Linked DNA regions of Macaca mulatta: region 2 is linked to region 1. A link is a contact called in public Hi-C data. All regions are on one chromosome and are shown on one strand. The core of a region is the stretch at or near the end of the contact, and the rest is flanking DNA. Distances in the headings are between cores, read along the strand shown. Region 1 holds the start of RPL24 (ribosomal protein L24). Region 2 holds the start of LOC701808 (putative protein ARB2BP).

Evidence for each region. A called contact is a pair of places that touch in the nucleus more often than the background predicts.
Region 2: a Hi-C map of fetal cortical plate shows a contact between it and region 1, with 1.9 times the contacts expected there. The contact joins the promoter of LOC701808 here to the promoter of RPL24 in region 1. A contact is called at or near these places in 2 of 14 Hi-C or Micro-C datasets (fetal cortex germinal zone and fetal cortical plate).

What each region holds. Positions count from the first base shown.
Region 1 is chr2:181,905,313-181,913,087 of T2T-MMU8v2.0, reverse strand. RPL24 (ribosomal protein L24) reads right to left here and starts at 4,188. Exons shown (of 6, transcript NM_001265968.1): 1 at 4,146-4,188; 2 at 3,956-4,031; 3 at 3,287-3,397; 4 at 318-454; 5 at 1-39. The coding sequence starts at 4,150. It overlaps LOC114676448 (a long non-coding RNA gene), which reads left to right and starts at 4,626. Exons shown (of 3, transcript XR_003727505.2): 1 at 4,626-4,858.
Region 2 is chr2:182,071,265-182,079,039 of T2T-MMU8v2.0, reverse strand. LOC701808 (putative protein ARB2BP) reads left to right here and starts at 4,521. Exons shown (of 2, transcript XM_015129067.3): 1 at 4,521-4,623. The coding sequence starts at 4,521. SENP7 (SUMO specific peptidase 7) reads right to left here and starts at 4,483. Exons shown (of 22, transcript XM_077993995.1): 1 at 4,378-4,483. The coding sequence starts at 4,417.

The DNA.
Region 1 (7,775 bases), core at 2,939-5,438:
TTAGATGCTTGCTTAGCCTTTTTTGCTTCCTTAGCAGCCCTGTGGGGTAAAAATAACTTAAGGCAAAAGCACTTTACTCCTTAGTGGTACAACTTACTATTAGAGTTAGACTGTACTGGACAAGTACAATGACCATATTCCTTCCTTCCCCCCCTGCATTTATTTGTAGGCTAAATCCAAAGAGTTTGTCAATAATTTTCATTAACCACCAAATCACCTTAAAATATATTAGACTATATGGTAATTTTAATTACTGAAGACCCAAACCTAAAATCCATCCCAATAGGTGAAACGCTCATAATGAAAGCATTCCTCACCTGATAGCTTGTTCTCGTTGAGCCTTTCTAACTTCAGGTTTCTGATTCCTCTTGGCCATTATATCAGCAAGAGATGCACCAGTAATGGCCCTCTGGAATTTGACTGCTCGGCGGGTTCTTTTCTTTTGAATTTCTTCCTGTAAAACAAAGATGAGGGGCACACTTAGGAACCTTCCTTCAAGAATTTAGAGGGAGGAAAAATTAAGTCTTTTAAGACACGGCAAATGAAGTCTTTTAATATTCATATTCAACAAAAAATAATTCATATAATTATTTGAAAATAAAACATGTTTTCCACTTATGGATTAAGCTATTACAAATCCTAGCCATTTTTTACCTTAAAGAGACACACAAAAAATTGAACTCTAAGGAAAATGGTTATTCCATGAACTGCATAGTATAAATGAAGACTATTTCTACTTTTAATAATTTACTTATTGAAAAAAATTATCAAATTCAACTGTTTTATCTCAAAGGACCGTCACTAGGAGAAATACTCAAGTTAGACAATGATTTGACAGGAGAGCCACCAAATGTTAGGTAGGATATGTCTAAGAAGGCATTGTGGAATCTAACATTTCCTGTACATTCTATATTGGAAACCTGTACTACAGTATTTATGAGAAAAAGATCTTGCAGTGCACCTTTAAGTCCAAGAACAAAGTATATCTGAAAAGTTGTTTATTAAGGCACAGAAATGCAAAAGTACCTTAAAAACTTTTAACAAAAATAAAGCACATTGGTTTATAGACATCCCAATTTTAAACTTTTTAGAAAGATGAAATCTTGTTTCTACAGTAAAATGGCAATTTTTCTACAGTAAATGGCAGTATTTACCTGCTTAATATTTTTGTCTCAAACCAACACAAACATTTTTCTTATTGTGGTAAAAATGTAAAGTTGACAATTTTAACCTTTTTTTTTTTTTTTTTAAAAAAAAAAAAAAAAAAGACCAAGCCTTGCTCTGTTGCCCAGGCTGAAGTGCAGTGGCATGATCTTGGCTCACTGCAGCCTCCACCTCCGGGGTTCAAGCAATTCTGCCTCAGCCTCCCAAGTAGCTGGGATCACAGGCACCTGCCACCACACCTGGCTAATTTTTGTATTTTTAGTAGAAACCAGGTTTCACCATGTTGCCTAGGCTGGTCTCGACCTCCTGAGCTCAGGCAATCCGTCCGCCTCGGCCTCCCCAAGTGCTAGAATTACAGGCATGAGCCATCATCCCCGGCCTGTTTTCTATTTTTTTAAATAGAAACTGGGTCTTCGCTACTACATTGCCCAGGTTGGTTTCAAACTCCTGGGCTCAAGCTCAAGGGATCCTCTTGCCTGGGCCTCCCAAAGTGCTGGAATTACAGGCGTGAGGCACTGCATTAGGCCCATTTTAACTTTTTTTTCTTTTTTTGAGACAGAGCCTCACTTCATCATCCAGGCTGGAGTGCAGTGGCGCAATCCCAGCTCACTGCAACCTCTGCCTCCTGGGTTCAAACTATTCTCCTGCCTCAGCCTCCCAAGTAGCTGGGACTACAGGTGCCTGCCACCACACCCGGTTAATTTTTTTTGCTATTTTTAGTAGAGATGGGGTTTCACTCTGTGGGCCAGGCTGGTCTTGAACTCCTGACCTCGTGATCCGCCTGTCTCGGCCTCCCAAAGTGCTGGGATTACAGGCATGTCAGCCACCATGCCCGGCTTCATTTTAACTTAAGGTATAATTTAGCCGTGCAGGATGGCTCGCACCTGTAATGCCAGTACTTTTGGCGGCCAAGGCAGGAGGATTACTTGAGCCCAAGAATTTGAGACAAAACTGGGCAACATCGCAAAGATTTCTGTCTCCTCAAAATATATTTAAAGAATAGCTGGGCCATGGTGGCATGTGCCTGTGGACCACTGGGTAGGCTGAGGTGGGAGGATCACTTAAGCCCAGGTTGAGGTAGAGTGAGCTGTGATCCTGCCACTGCTCTCCAGCCTGGGCAACAGAGAACCCGTCTCAATAAAAAAGTATAGTGGCCTTAGGTACATTCATAGCGCTGTGTAGCTATCACCATTATCCATCTAAATAACTTTTTTTTTTTTTTTAAAAAGGTCTCCTATGTTGCCTCAAACAATCCTCCCACCTTGGCCTCGGGAGCAGCTAGAGTACAGCCGCTGCCACCAACCCCGGATTTGCTATGACAATGATGTACAAGTTATGAGTCCCCGCTTTCAACTGTTTTGGGGTATAACTTACAAGTGGAACTGCTGGGATAATTATGTTTACCCTTTTGATAAAGCACCAAACGGTTTTTCACAGCTGCCACATATTTAGCAATGCACAAAGGTTCCAATTTCTCCCCATCCTCATCAACACCTGTAATTCCTGTTTTGTTTTTTCTTAATAGTCACCCTAACAGGTGTGTCATATCCACTTTTAAGTTTCTCCTTCCTCTGAACTTTCAACATATTTTATGTCTGATGGCATTTATTTCTCACAATACCTAGAAAAGTCCTTCATACAGAAGGTGCTAAGTATTCCCAAGCCTACTGAATACTAGTCCCACCATGGCACTCAAACTTGTTCTCATGTATAACCCAGCTAAAAGGACACTTAACAAGGACCAGAAAAACCACTGTCTTGAGAATGAACCAGTATGGTGGACTGGCTACGTTAGGACTAATCCTGTAAATACTCCAATCAACACCAAATTATGTTAAGTTCTCAATTTCCTCCCACTGGAAAACTAAGCCTTTCCACCCTGCCCTATAACCCAAATGTGCTTAACGTAATTTATCTGACTTTAAAATTTCAACTTGGTGTTGCTGCTAGCCTAAGATGTATAGAGACAGTTTATAATATCTTTTGCATTTCGCTGATGCTTTACAGTTTAAGAACTCTTTCGCATACAGTCTGATTTAACTTTACAGAGCAGAAAACCAACGTTCAGAGAACTCAGACAACTTAAGAGATAGCTCCCAATATCAAGGCGTATTCCACTTACCGACTGACCCTTTTTGTGCTTCCTTCTGTAGAGGACAGTCCAGTTTATCTGCCGAGGATTCCTCTTGGAAAGGAACGCCGACTCGCATTTTGCATTAAGAAACTGGAAAACCTGGAGTGACAAATTCAAAGGAATTACCTATTTATACAAAATACAAGAGGCTGAATGAGCTTGGAATCCTTAGAAGATCAACATGCTAGTTCTGGCTTATTTTACAAAACTGAAGCCCACAAGAACCAAAAGGCTGTCACGTAACTGGCAGGTAACTGCGCGACACTATGAAGGTCCTTGCGTTTAATCTTTTCTCGAGAGCAGGAAATCTAAACTCATAGCAAACGACAGGGTGGTGCATCCTTCTGGGAAGCATTCTGCTCTTGTCCATCCCGGGATTCCAAGGGGAAACTACCAATTATCTCGGTACCTCAGTTATTTCCCTTACACAGGGACATCAGTTACATAAACCCCTCCTGACGTCCGACCTGGCTCACAGTAAGTAATCAACGCTGGTTCACTTAGAGGTGTCTGGTCCTAACGACCAGTCCACAGGGCGTCCACGAAGCGTTCCAGAGGTCAATGGTGATGTGGGGAATGAACCCGTCTAAACCGAATTAGACCAGCCTTTCCTCCTCGGAGTACAAGAAGCTAGGTTAAGCCGACGCGGCTTTTTACCTTCCCGTCGGTCCTGGCGTAGCGCCTCCCGTGTCCGGGGTAGATCTTGTACCCGCTAAAACTGCACAGCTCCACCCTGCAACAAAAAGTGAAAGTCCATCAGGGAGGGTGTCTACAGCCATGCCAGGGACGACAGAGAGGCGTTCTGCCCGAGGATGTAAGCGGATTGGGAACCACGGGTCGTGCTTACTTCATGGCGACGGATTCACGGGAAAAGAAGAGATGGCGAAGAGAAAGAGAGAATCATGGGAAGAGACCTTATAAGGTCGTGGAGGGGCTGGGGGCCGGAAATCTCCTCCCCCAAAATCCTTCGATATTCCGGGCGCTCCTTGATGACGTATCATCGCGAGGCGGAAGATCTCGTTTTCCGTGACAACTGACTTCCTCTGGCGGAATTCTTCCAGAGGCTGCTGGAGGATTCTCGGGCTCAGAGGGCCTGCCAAAAAGGGCAGTCAGACAGTTGGTATCTGAGTCATTCTATCTCTCCGTTTTTTTGTTTTTTTTTTTGAGACGGAGTTTCGCTCTTATTGTCCAGGCTGGAGTGCAATGGCGCGATCTCGGCTCACCGCAACCTCCGCCTCCCAGGTTCAAGCGATTCTCCTGCCCCAGCCTCCCTAGTAGCTGGGATTGGCATGTGCCACCACGCCCGGCTAATTTTGTATTTTTAGTAGAGACGTGGTTTCTCCATGTTGGTCAGGCTGGTCTCGAACTCCTGACCTCAGGTGATCCCCCCTCCTCGGCTTCCCAAAGTGCTGGGATTACAGGCGTGAGCCACCGCGCCCGGCCCATTCTGTCTTACTGCCGAGTATTCTAGAGCCATCTTACGGCTGCAGGGAATGTGAACTGAAGAGAAAGGTGTCCTGTATCTTATCATAAAGAGATCCAAAGACGAATGCCCCGCAGGTAAAACAAGTCACGTTTTGCCTTCCCTGTTGGCCCATTTCCTCAACCAAACAAATTAATAGTTTAACCATTTGAATAATTTAACCATAAGAAAGTAATGACAACCGAACTGTTTCCCAGGCTGTGCGAATCAAACAGTGCACGTTGGCGCTTTGCATTAATTATAATTAACATTCATTGAGCGCTTTCTCTGTGCCGGGAATTACGCCAAAGGCTTTGCAAACATGAGCTCATTCAGTTTCCAGAATTCCTATTAAGTACCCGCCTAAGAACTACAATTCGGAGCTGGTGTCTAGTGAAGCTGAGGGGGTCGGTGGAGCCCCGCTTGGAGGCCAAGGGCTCAATCTGTTACATATTTCATCGTATGACAAGGAATGGCCAGAGGCAATTCTTGAATTCTGTGGGAGGCTGCAGTATATGACTAGGAAACAAATGTAATGATTGATTTCTGCTGTCTATGTATGCAAGTCACGCTAAAAAGGTTTTGTAAGATAGCTGGTTGAAGAGATTTGAAATGTCTAACAAGTTGGCTGACTAATGTTACGCAAACTGTACAAATGTGTTGGAGCCAGTCTTTTTTGTTTTTTTTTCTTGAGACGGAGTTTCGCTCTTTCACCCAGGCTGGAGTGAAGTGGCGTGGTCTCAGCTCACTGCAAACTCCGTCCACCGGGTTCAAACGATTCTCCTGCCTCAGACTCCCGAGTAGCTGGGATTACAGGCACCCGCCGCCATGCGCGCCCTGCCTGAAACCAGTGTTAAGAATGAGTTAGGTGGCCAGATGCGGCGACTCACGCCTGTAATCCCGGTGCTTTGGGAGACCGAGGTGAGTGGATCACCTGGGGTCAGGAGTTCCAGACCAGCCTGGCCAAAATGGTGAAACCCCGTCTCTACTAAAAATACAAAAATTAGCCGGGCGTGGTGGCGTGTGCCTGTAATCCCAGCTCCTTGGGAGGTTGAGGCAGGAGACTCACTTGAACCGGGGAGGCTGAGGTTGCATTTAGCCAAGATCGCGCCACTGCACTCCGGCCTGGGCAAGAAGAGCAAAACTCTATCTCAAAAAAAAAAAAAAAAAAAAAAAAAAAAGGGAGGTCGGGCACAGCGGCTCAGGCCTGTAATCCCAGCACTTTGGTGAGTCAGGAGAATCGCTTGAACCCCGGAAGCGGAGGTTGCAGTGAGCCGAGATCACACCACTGCACTCCAGCCAGGGCGACAGAGCGAGACTCCTTCTCAAAACAAACAAACAACAACAACAAACCCCAAACAAAACATCTTTCGGAAATAGTCCTGGCTTCTACAAGATCCAAGGCACAGCTGAGTTTAGGTAGCCAGTGGAACCAAGATCCATCTGAAGGAATGCAGTCCTTTTTGCTCCACAGAACCTCAGAATTTATAGTCCCTTCACAATATTTTAGAAAGATTTTGTTTTATTGTTCTTTGAAATTACGTTTGGCCTGACTGGTTCTGTGGAAGAAATGCAGGAAACTGGGCCTTAGGGATTTTGGCAGTATTTTACTCTTTACTGGAGGGCCTTCTTGAGTTGGTATGCCAGGGTTCCTTGTAACACACTCCCATAACGAACAAATTGTGCTCAAAATGCTCTTAGAATAGGGAGAAATTTTGCAGAGAGAGACCCTTAAATGAATTTATATTATACAGTGTCATAAAGTAGAGCTTCTGACACTACATAAATTATTGCTGACTTTATCCATGCTTTCTCTTTTATCATAGGCAAAAGGTTTAGCTACACTCTGTTCTCTTTTTATTCATTTATGGAGCAATACTGAATCAAACTTGGTGCCCTTTTCAGCCTCTGTCCCTCTAAGAACAGTGTATGCTTCCCTTCACAGTTTCTTCACCCATTTGTACATATTTCCCTGCTATATTAGTTTTCTGTAGTTGCTGTAACAAATTACTATGGACTTGGTAACAACACAGGTACATTTTTTCTCACAGTTTTGGAGGCAGTAAGTTCAAAATTAGTATCACTAGGCTGAAATCAAGGTACCTGTGTGCCTTCAGGATCAAGGATCTAAGGGAGAACCTGTTCCTTGCTCTTCCAAGTTCCACTCATCTAAACCACTCTTGAATTCCTAACCCATGGAAGCTGTTAGATTATAAATGTTTGTTGTTTTAAGCTATATTTTGGGGAGTAATTTGTTAACATAGAAATAGGTAATATAGGAGGTAAGGAAAAACTGACAATGGGGACTTGGTGAATGGTGGTATCATTTGTCAAGAGAGGATAGATAAGAGGAAGGAAGTAGGTTTGTCAGGAAAAGGGTAAATTTTTTTTTTTTTTTTTTTTTGAGACTTGTTGCCCAGGCTGGAGTGCAATGGCATGATCTTGGCTCACCACAATTTCTGCCTCCTGGGTTCAAGTGATTCTCCTGCCTCAGCCTCCCAAGTAGCTGGGATTACAGGCATGCTCCACCACGCCCAGCTAATTTTGTATTTTTAGTAGAGATGGGGTTTTTCTATGTTGGTCAGGCTGCTCTCGAACTCCTGACCTCAGGTGATCCACCTGCCTCGGCCTCCCAAAGTGCTGGGATTACAGGCATGAACCGCTGCACCCAGCCTGAAAGGGTTAATTTTGAAAAGGCTGGGTTCAACATGCTGATAGGGATATTAAGGTACAACTGTGTAGTGGGAAGTTAAACATGTTCAGAAGAGTGTTTGTAATATGATTTATTTTATTTTTTATTTTTTATTTTTTTGAGATAGGGTCTCACTTTGGCTCCAGGCTGAAGTGCAGTGGCACGATCAGGGTTCACTGCAGTCTCTACCTCCTGGGCTCAAGTGATCATCCCATCTCAGCCCCGTGAATAGCTGGGACTGTAGGCGTCTGCCACCATGGCCAGCTAATTTTTTGTATTTTTAGTGGAGATGGGGTTTCACCATGTTGCCCAGGCAGGTCTTG
Region 2 (7,775 bases), core at 3,272-5,771, 170 kb before region 1:
AGCCTGGAGACTCCATCTCAAAAATAAAAACATTGATATATTCCCTTGCCCATATTTATGACTGCCATCTACTGACCCAAGATCCTCTCCATGTCTAGAATACTGATTCTTGGTTCATAGTTTAAGTATGATCAAAATTCACCATCATTCTGAAGCACTAAAACATCCATTAACCAACTCACTCAAAACAATGGAATCATCTTCATTTAATGGTACAAACTTCTAAATATCTCCATTTCAGCAATATGCATTCAAGAATGCCTTTAAGGAAAACTCTCAAGTTCTCAAATGCAAGCCTTTCATTCTATATACCGTCTTCCTCACTCCCACTAAATCCACTCTTTGCCCTTACATCTTGCCACACCCTTTAATTCTAAGTAAAATTAAACTCATTTTTTTTTGCAAACTCTTGCTTCTGTACTGCTTGGCACTACTAAGTCACAAAGTATTTGGAGCTCCAACTACTATAAAACTCACACTTGTTTTAACTAAGACTGCAAGAGTACTTAATATGTATTCATCCCTAATTGACCTGTCTTGCATTCCCAGTACCATTTAAAAGCCCCTTTCTCTAAAGATTACCTTACTATTTCATTTAGAAGCCATAACTGCAGTATCTTTAGTCCCAAGATATGTCTATATCTTTATCCATCTTTTCTCCTTTCCCTATGTCTCATCAAACTGTTCTTTGACGCCATCCATCTCTCCCATTTCTTCCAGGACCTCACTCCATTATCTCCTACCTGATATACATTCAATCTTTCCCTCTCTACCCCTTTCCTGCTCCCTACCAACCTGATTTAAGTCTCTCACAATCTTAAGAAAAAACAAGCCTTTCTACCTAATTTCCTACTCAAGCTTGTTCTAGAAATCTTTCCTTCCCATCTCATTTTCTCAGCTTACTTTTGCTGCCCCATTTCCTCACCGCCATCATTCGTCTAGCCTTTTGAAATTTGACTTTTGTCTACTAGTCTACTAACCACTCTTACCATCAGTAAAAGTGGCCTCCTAATTGCCAAATCCAGCACCCTCATGCTACTTTTAACTCTCTGAAATGCTAACATTTCTTTTTTACTCTCCTCCCTATCTTCCCAAACCTGTCACATTCCTAATCTACCTAACTGGTTAGTAGTATCTCTTCCTACCTACTTTGAAATTAGTTGTATGTGATTTAAGACCTTCCTTACTCTATATTATTTTTGTGGGCAATTCCATTCATTCCAATGACTTCAACTAAGATCTCTGCAAATAATGCAGCTTTATCATAACTAATTGTAAGTTCTCATCCTGAGCTTCAATTATCATTCATTACACTTTCAATGCAAAGTAAACATCACCTGAACCTACTGAAAGATTTAAGACAGTTATACCATCAGGGACACTAGTAGCAGTAAATGAAGTTAAAACTATAGATCTTATAATTAGAGACCACATTTTGAATCTTGTTTCTTAGTAGCTATTACTAATCTTTATCCTGCCCCTAAATTCCAGTTCTCTCATCTGTAAATGAAAAACAATTACTTTATAAGGCTTTTGAAAATACTGAAGTTTCCAAAGTTCTTAGCACAGTGTCTAGTGCCTAAGTACTTAAAGAACATATGTATCCTTAACTGCAAATGAGAGTGACACAGGTCTCCAAGAATGTTGCCTGAAGCAATCAGTTGAAAGTTGGTTCAAATTTACTTGACATTTCCTATCTTGATTCAAAAAATTCATTTGAAAATTGCAGTCTATGATTCTAATTTATCTGTGCTATATTTTTGTTAACACTTTTAATAGTCATTCTCCCTTACTCCCACACACTTTATCATTCAACTTCAGTGAACCTGTCTCTGATGCCAGCCATCTTCTAATGTGTATCACCATGTAATATACTGCTTTTAATGTTATAGTTATCAGTTATGTGAGTCACAAATACATGTGTTTAGCCTAAACCAGCTGGAATTGGGTTTCTGCTACTTGCAACTGAAAAAGTTTTGAGCAGTACATTGTGAACATTTTACAGTTCTTCCTTGTTTAGGAGATAGTTTAGGGCAGCCTAATGTCGTCTCACAGACAAAACTTTCAAATTTTGTGTTTTATTTTATCTTTCTACTGCTACCCATCCTCCTTCTACCTCTTCTTCCTGTTTTATTAATCAAACTCTTCTGTGTATTTAGGAAACTTTGATGACTATAAATGTCACGTCATGGCCGGGTACGGTGGCTCACGCCTGTAATTCCAGCACTTTGGGAGGCTGAGGCGGGTGGATCACCTGAGGTCAGGAGTTCGAGACCAGCCTGGCCAACATGGTGAAACCCCATCTCTACTAAAAGTATAAAAATTAACCAGGCATAGTGACGGGTACCTGTAATCCCAGCTACTAGGGAGGCTGAGGCAGGAGAATCGCTTGAACCCCAGAGGCGGAGGTTGTAGTGAGCCAAGACTGCGCCACTGAGCTCCAGCCTGGTCAACAGAGTGAGACTCCGGTCTCAAAAAAAAAAAAAAAAAAAAAAAGTCACTTCATTTGGGTTCCAATTAGCAACAATTTATAATGAAATGGCAACTGCATGCATACAACCATTACACGGAATCTTTCAACCAGCTGATCGTGTTTTATTTCTGAGAATTTATATCAGGAAATTAAATATACACTATTAAGAAAAGCGGAAGCATACTTAAAAATTAATTTGTGCACATCTTAAAATTAGTGGCATACTGGAGAACGGCTAGGTAACATTAGATTTGGGTATGGATTTTATTATACTTATTTTTCAGAAAGGACAGCTCCAAAAGAGAGATCATGAGAAAAAGAAAACGCTCTCCAGACATATAACTAACATAAATATCAATGTCTTTTAAGGATAAACAGCTTTATTATCAAAATCCACTTCCCACAACTACTTACATCAAGTTACTGTGACAAATAAATAAATCTAAGTGTAATCAGGTAAAGGGGAATGTGACTTGTTGAAGTACAAGGCAAATATCTTACCTTCCCTCCCCAAAAATGTATTAAACCTAGATGAAATGCATTTATTTTTAAAAAGCTGTGCATCTCAAAGGAAGATAGGATTATACCTAGAGTTCTGTGTTAGGAAGCACGCAAATGACGCCAGCTAAGCGCTGTGCATTTTCCTAATGTGTCCATTTTACTTAGAGGTTTGGTGCGGGGTGGAGACTATTAAACATCAGTTGAAGGCATATACCTACATGTATGTATAAATATACACATATATCATTTATACATGTGCTTTCAAAGGAGAAAACTACTATCTCCAGAATACACACCAAAATCGCTAACACTGGTTGCATATGAAAAGGGATTTCAGGTTTTCAACTGCTTCAAGTAGTGTCCCCAGAGATCCATAATCACTCTCCTTTGCAATTAAGGCTGAAAGAAGTTTGAGATGCACTGCCACAGGGCACTCCTAAATAAATTTGGAATTGTCAACAATGTTTCTGCAGAAATCAACGGTACCATAAGAAACAGAAAAATGAAATGAAATTGATTCATTGGGCGTTCGTTTGTGGACTGTAAGCATGTGAGTCCTCGTCCTCTCCTCCTACCACCCGTAGGACTTAACACAAGGACTTGAGGACCCCTTAATGGATGAAATGTTTGACAAAAACTTCTCGACTGGGAGGAACTCTACCTCACGTCTTTATAACTCCACCTTCTTGTTTCCAAGACGTTGTACACAAAACTGAAGATAGTCATTTAAAACAAAATAATTTCCAAAACAAAAATATGCTGAAAATAAAAACACAACGAAAGCACGGCTTCATATCCTTTGTTTGATTTTCCAATCACTTTTGGAAGACGCAGGGGAGGCTGGAAAAGAAAAAGGCTATTAGGCGGGCCTGTTCAGCAGAACAAGACCCAGCGAGGCATTGTATCAAAGAAAAGGAGTCTCCGTTCGCAAGCCCCACCTTTCCTCCCCAGCAGCAGCTACCTGCTGAGGGAAAGAGGAGGGAGAGGGGAAGGGACGCAAAGTCGAGAAGCAAAGGAAGAGAGGAAAGTGGGGTCAGGCGCTGAGACACCGAAATGAAATTGGAACATTGGTGGAATTACGAGGAAGGCGTGGCAGAGAGTGGCAAGCCAACCGGGAAGATCCATGGTCCGATGAGACGCAAGGAGAGTGTTCGCGGGAGGAGGGAAAAAATAAAAGGGGTTTTGAGGTGAAGAGCGCCCGAGGCTTCGATGACAGCTCGGACCCGGTCTTCGACTCGAGGGGCGGGGACGACCCGGGAGCCTTCCATTGTGCGCGCCCCCTCCTCTCCCCGCCCCCGCCCTCGCCCTCGCGGCTTCGGGCCGCAACCCCAGCTGCCGCCAGCGCCTCCCGTCTGCCCCGGGTAGGAGACAATATGCTTAACCCTCCTCCGACCCTTTCTCACCGGATGAAGATGGCCGTCGCCCGAGCTTTCTCTTGTCCATCTTCTCCCGCTGCTGAAATTTCAGTTGCAGGCGCTGTCACCTCAGGACCCCTCCGGCTTGGGAGAGGGAGGGGGAGGGGAAAGAAAAAAAAAAAAAGCCAGCAATGTGCGAAGCGCGCTTGCGCAAGAGCCGTCGCCTGCCCTTCGACCGGAAATCAGCTGCCCCTCCCACCATCAACCGGAAATCATTTCCTGGGACTTTTCTCTGTGGGCTGTCTCCTCCAGCGTTTTTTTCGTGGGGTTTATTTCATGATCTGATCCCCTCTGGGGAAGTGAACCATCTGGGTGCTTGATTTTAGCTTTGTTGACTTTGAAGATTAGATTGACAACAATTAAAAGGGGAAAACAGGAACTCCTCCGGTTCACTGGATCTCGCGAGGTGGCCAAACAACTATGAAAACAAAACGTTAGTGTTTGCAGTATTACGTTCCTGACAGCCTCTCTTACATATTTGCCCCAAACGCCCTTCCTCGAACTCAGAAACCAAAAGATTTTAAGATGGCAAAATCACCTAATAATAGCCTAGCTATTAGTTTAGCATTTGCACTGAAAATAAGTAGGCTGACGAGGAAAAATGTCTTAGAGAGAATTTCTTTTTAAAATTAAAACTCGTGATTTTTAAAGTTCCGTAAAAGCTAGAACTTAATTTTTCAATAACTGAAATACTGAGATGACAAAAAGTGGGTGGCTATACACTGGAATTTGTTCAATTAACATTTACCACGATACTTAAGGGACTAGACCGGTCATCAATGAACTAAAGGTCTGGTACTATTAGCCTGATCCCTAATGGTGCATATCTGAATAATTTTTAAATGAACGTGTAAGCTTTCATGACGATTTAATCACAAGTTTAACAAAATTCAGCACAGTGCTCTAAGCAGGGAAAATGTTTCTGGCATGATCCAAGCCCAAAGGGACTCTGGAAATCAATCGGGTTTGATTCCCAAGCCGGCCCTTTATACCTCTCACCCCTATCCCTCCAACCCCCATCTCCCATCCTAATGGAGTCAATAAAGGGATCGGCCCAACTCGTCCACTAAAGCAGTCCCCTTCTTCATGAGTCAAGCCTTCCTAATTATAATATGGTCAGTCCCCAGGTAGAGGTGAGGCCACAGGTGTTGTGGGGTGTTGGGCTTGGGGAAGTGTTCTACATGGCAGTAATGACCGCAAGGCAGATACACTTTAAGTCTTGCTGGGATTGAGGTTCACTGTAAGGATTTCATTTTGTTGGTTTATTTGGTTAATTTCTGTTTAACAAAAACATTGCTTTCTGAATAATAATTGAATGTTCAGTTTCCTCACAAACTAATTTTTTTAACCAAAGAACTTAACTGACTCAGAAGTCAAGCTGGGCCGGGCACAGTGGCTCACGTCTGTAATCCCAGCACTTTAGGAGGCTGAGGCAGAATAGCTTGAGCCCAGACATTCAAGACCATCCTGGGCAACAAAGCAAGACCCCCCTCTCCACAAAAATATACAGGCCAGATGTCATGACTCACCCTAGGCGGGCGCATCACTTGAGCCCAGGAGTTTGATATGAGCCTGGGCAATATAGTGAGACCTCCTCTCTACAAAAAAATTTAAAAACTAGCCACGCATGGTGGCCAGCATGCCTGCAGTCCCAGCTACTCAAGAGGCTAAGGCAGGAAGATCACTTATGGGGTTGAAGTTGCAGTGAGCCTTGATCAGGCCCCAGCCTGGGCGACAAAGCAAGACTGTCTCCAGAAAAAACAACAAAAATTACCCGGGCATGGTGGAGCACACCTATAGTCCCGGCTACTGGGGAAGATGAGATTTAAGGATTATTTGAGTCCACGACTTTGAAGCTGCAGTGAGCTATGATCACTACATGGTACTCCCGCCTGGACGACACACAGATACCCTACCTCAAAAATAAAAATAAAAAATAAACTTCCCAGACAATTCTGTTACATACTCCAATTTGGTAAAAACCAACACTTAGTGACATCTGCTTTTCTTTTTTCCTATCTCTGATATTATTTTTTCTATATGTCCTTGCCTCTGGTGGATTAAATACAGCTCTTTTGTTTCCTAGGGAGAGGTGAACAGTGGGGAGGGACATTATGTACTTTCCTCTTATTTTGAAATTTCTACAGATATAATTTCACAACCACTATTATTTTCTACAATTTACTAAATGGAATTGTAATACAGGCATTATTATTTTTCTAAAAAACTGCATAATCACTTTCTGTGTTGGGAGAAGAAAAATAGTGCTGCTTTTGTACCAAAACAGTATTCTTTCTTTAAAATAGATCTTCTAGAGGTGTTGTGTTTTGTTTTGCTTTCCTAAATATGAAAATAAATGAAAACTTACTCATTGTTAAAAAAAAAAAGTATCATTAGATATTTTTTAATTTTCTGAGTAAAAGTATTCTCTATTCTGTGCTTCTTAATGGCATGGTATATACAAAAGGACCTTGTTCCTAAATATAAAAAAGGATTATAATTACTGTATAAGATTATTACTCTGTAACCAGGGGATTTCTTAACTTCTCAGATTATAAAATGACTTTTTTATAAAAGCTTACTAATCACCTGTGAAAAATGTAAATATTGTTAAATGTAACCACTTTTGATCCCAGAAAGGAAAGGGGTTCCTTAAAAATCCAAATATGCTAATTAAAGTTATTTGCGTCTATGATTCCAGTGTCCCACCTCTTCTTTAAAGACAATCACACCTAACCTAGAGAAGTCAAATTCAGAGAGCTCGAAAGTAGAATGGTGGTTGCTAGTGCCTAGTGTGAGGAGAATGGGGAGTTATTGTTTAATGGGTATAGAGTTACAGTTTTGTAAGATGAAAAGCATTCTGGAATGCATGTCAGTAATGGTTACACAACAATGTGAATGTACATAATGCCTCTGAACTACACACTTAAAAATGGTTAGAATGGTAAATTTTGTTATGTATATTTTCACAATTGTTTTTTATTTTAAGAAATAACCACACCTAGAATAAATCATTACAGCTGTGTCACCACCTAATCCAGGATACTGGAAAAGCCTAATTTCAAATTCTCTCTAATGCGTATATGCTGTTATCCTTTTTTAAAATTTTAGTCTGCATTAAACGACTGGAGTACTTGACATAGGAAACAAAGTGCCTACCAAATGGCCTCACTGAATTTTTGGTGAATGAATAAAAGAAAAAGTCAAATACTATGCATTTTTAAATCTTTGGTAAAAACTAATCTTGGGGTGGGAGGAGGGTGAGGGTTGTAAAACTACCTATCAGATACTATGCTCGCTACCTGGATAATGAAATCATTTGTATACCAAACCCCAGTGACACAAAATTTACTCTTGTAACACATTTGCATATTCCCCCGACCCTA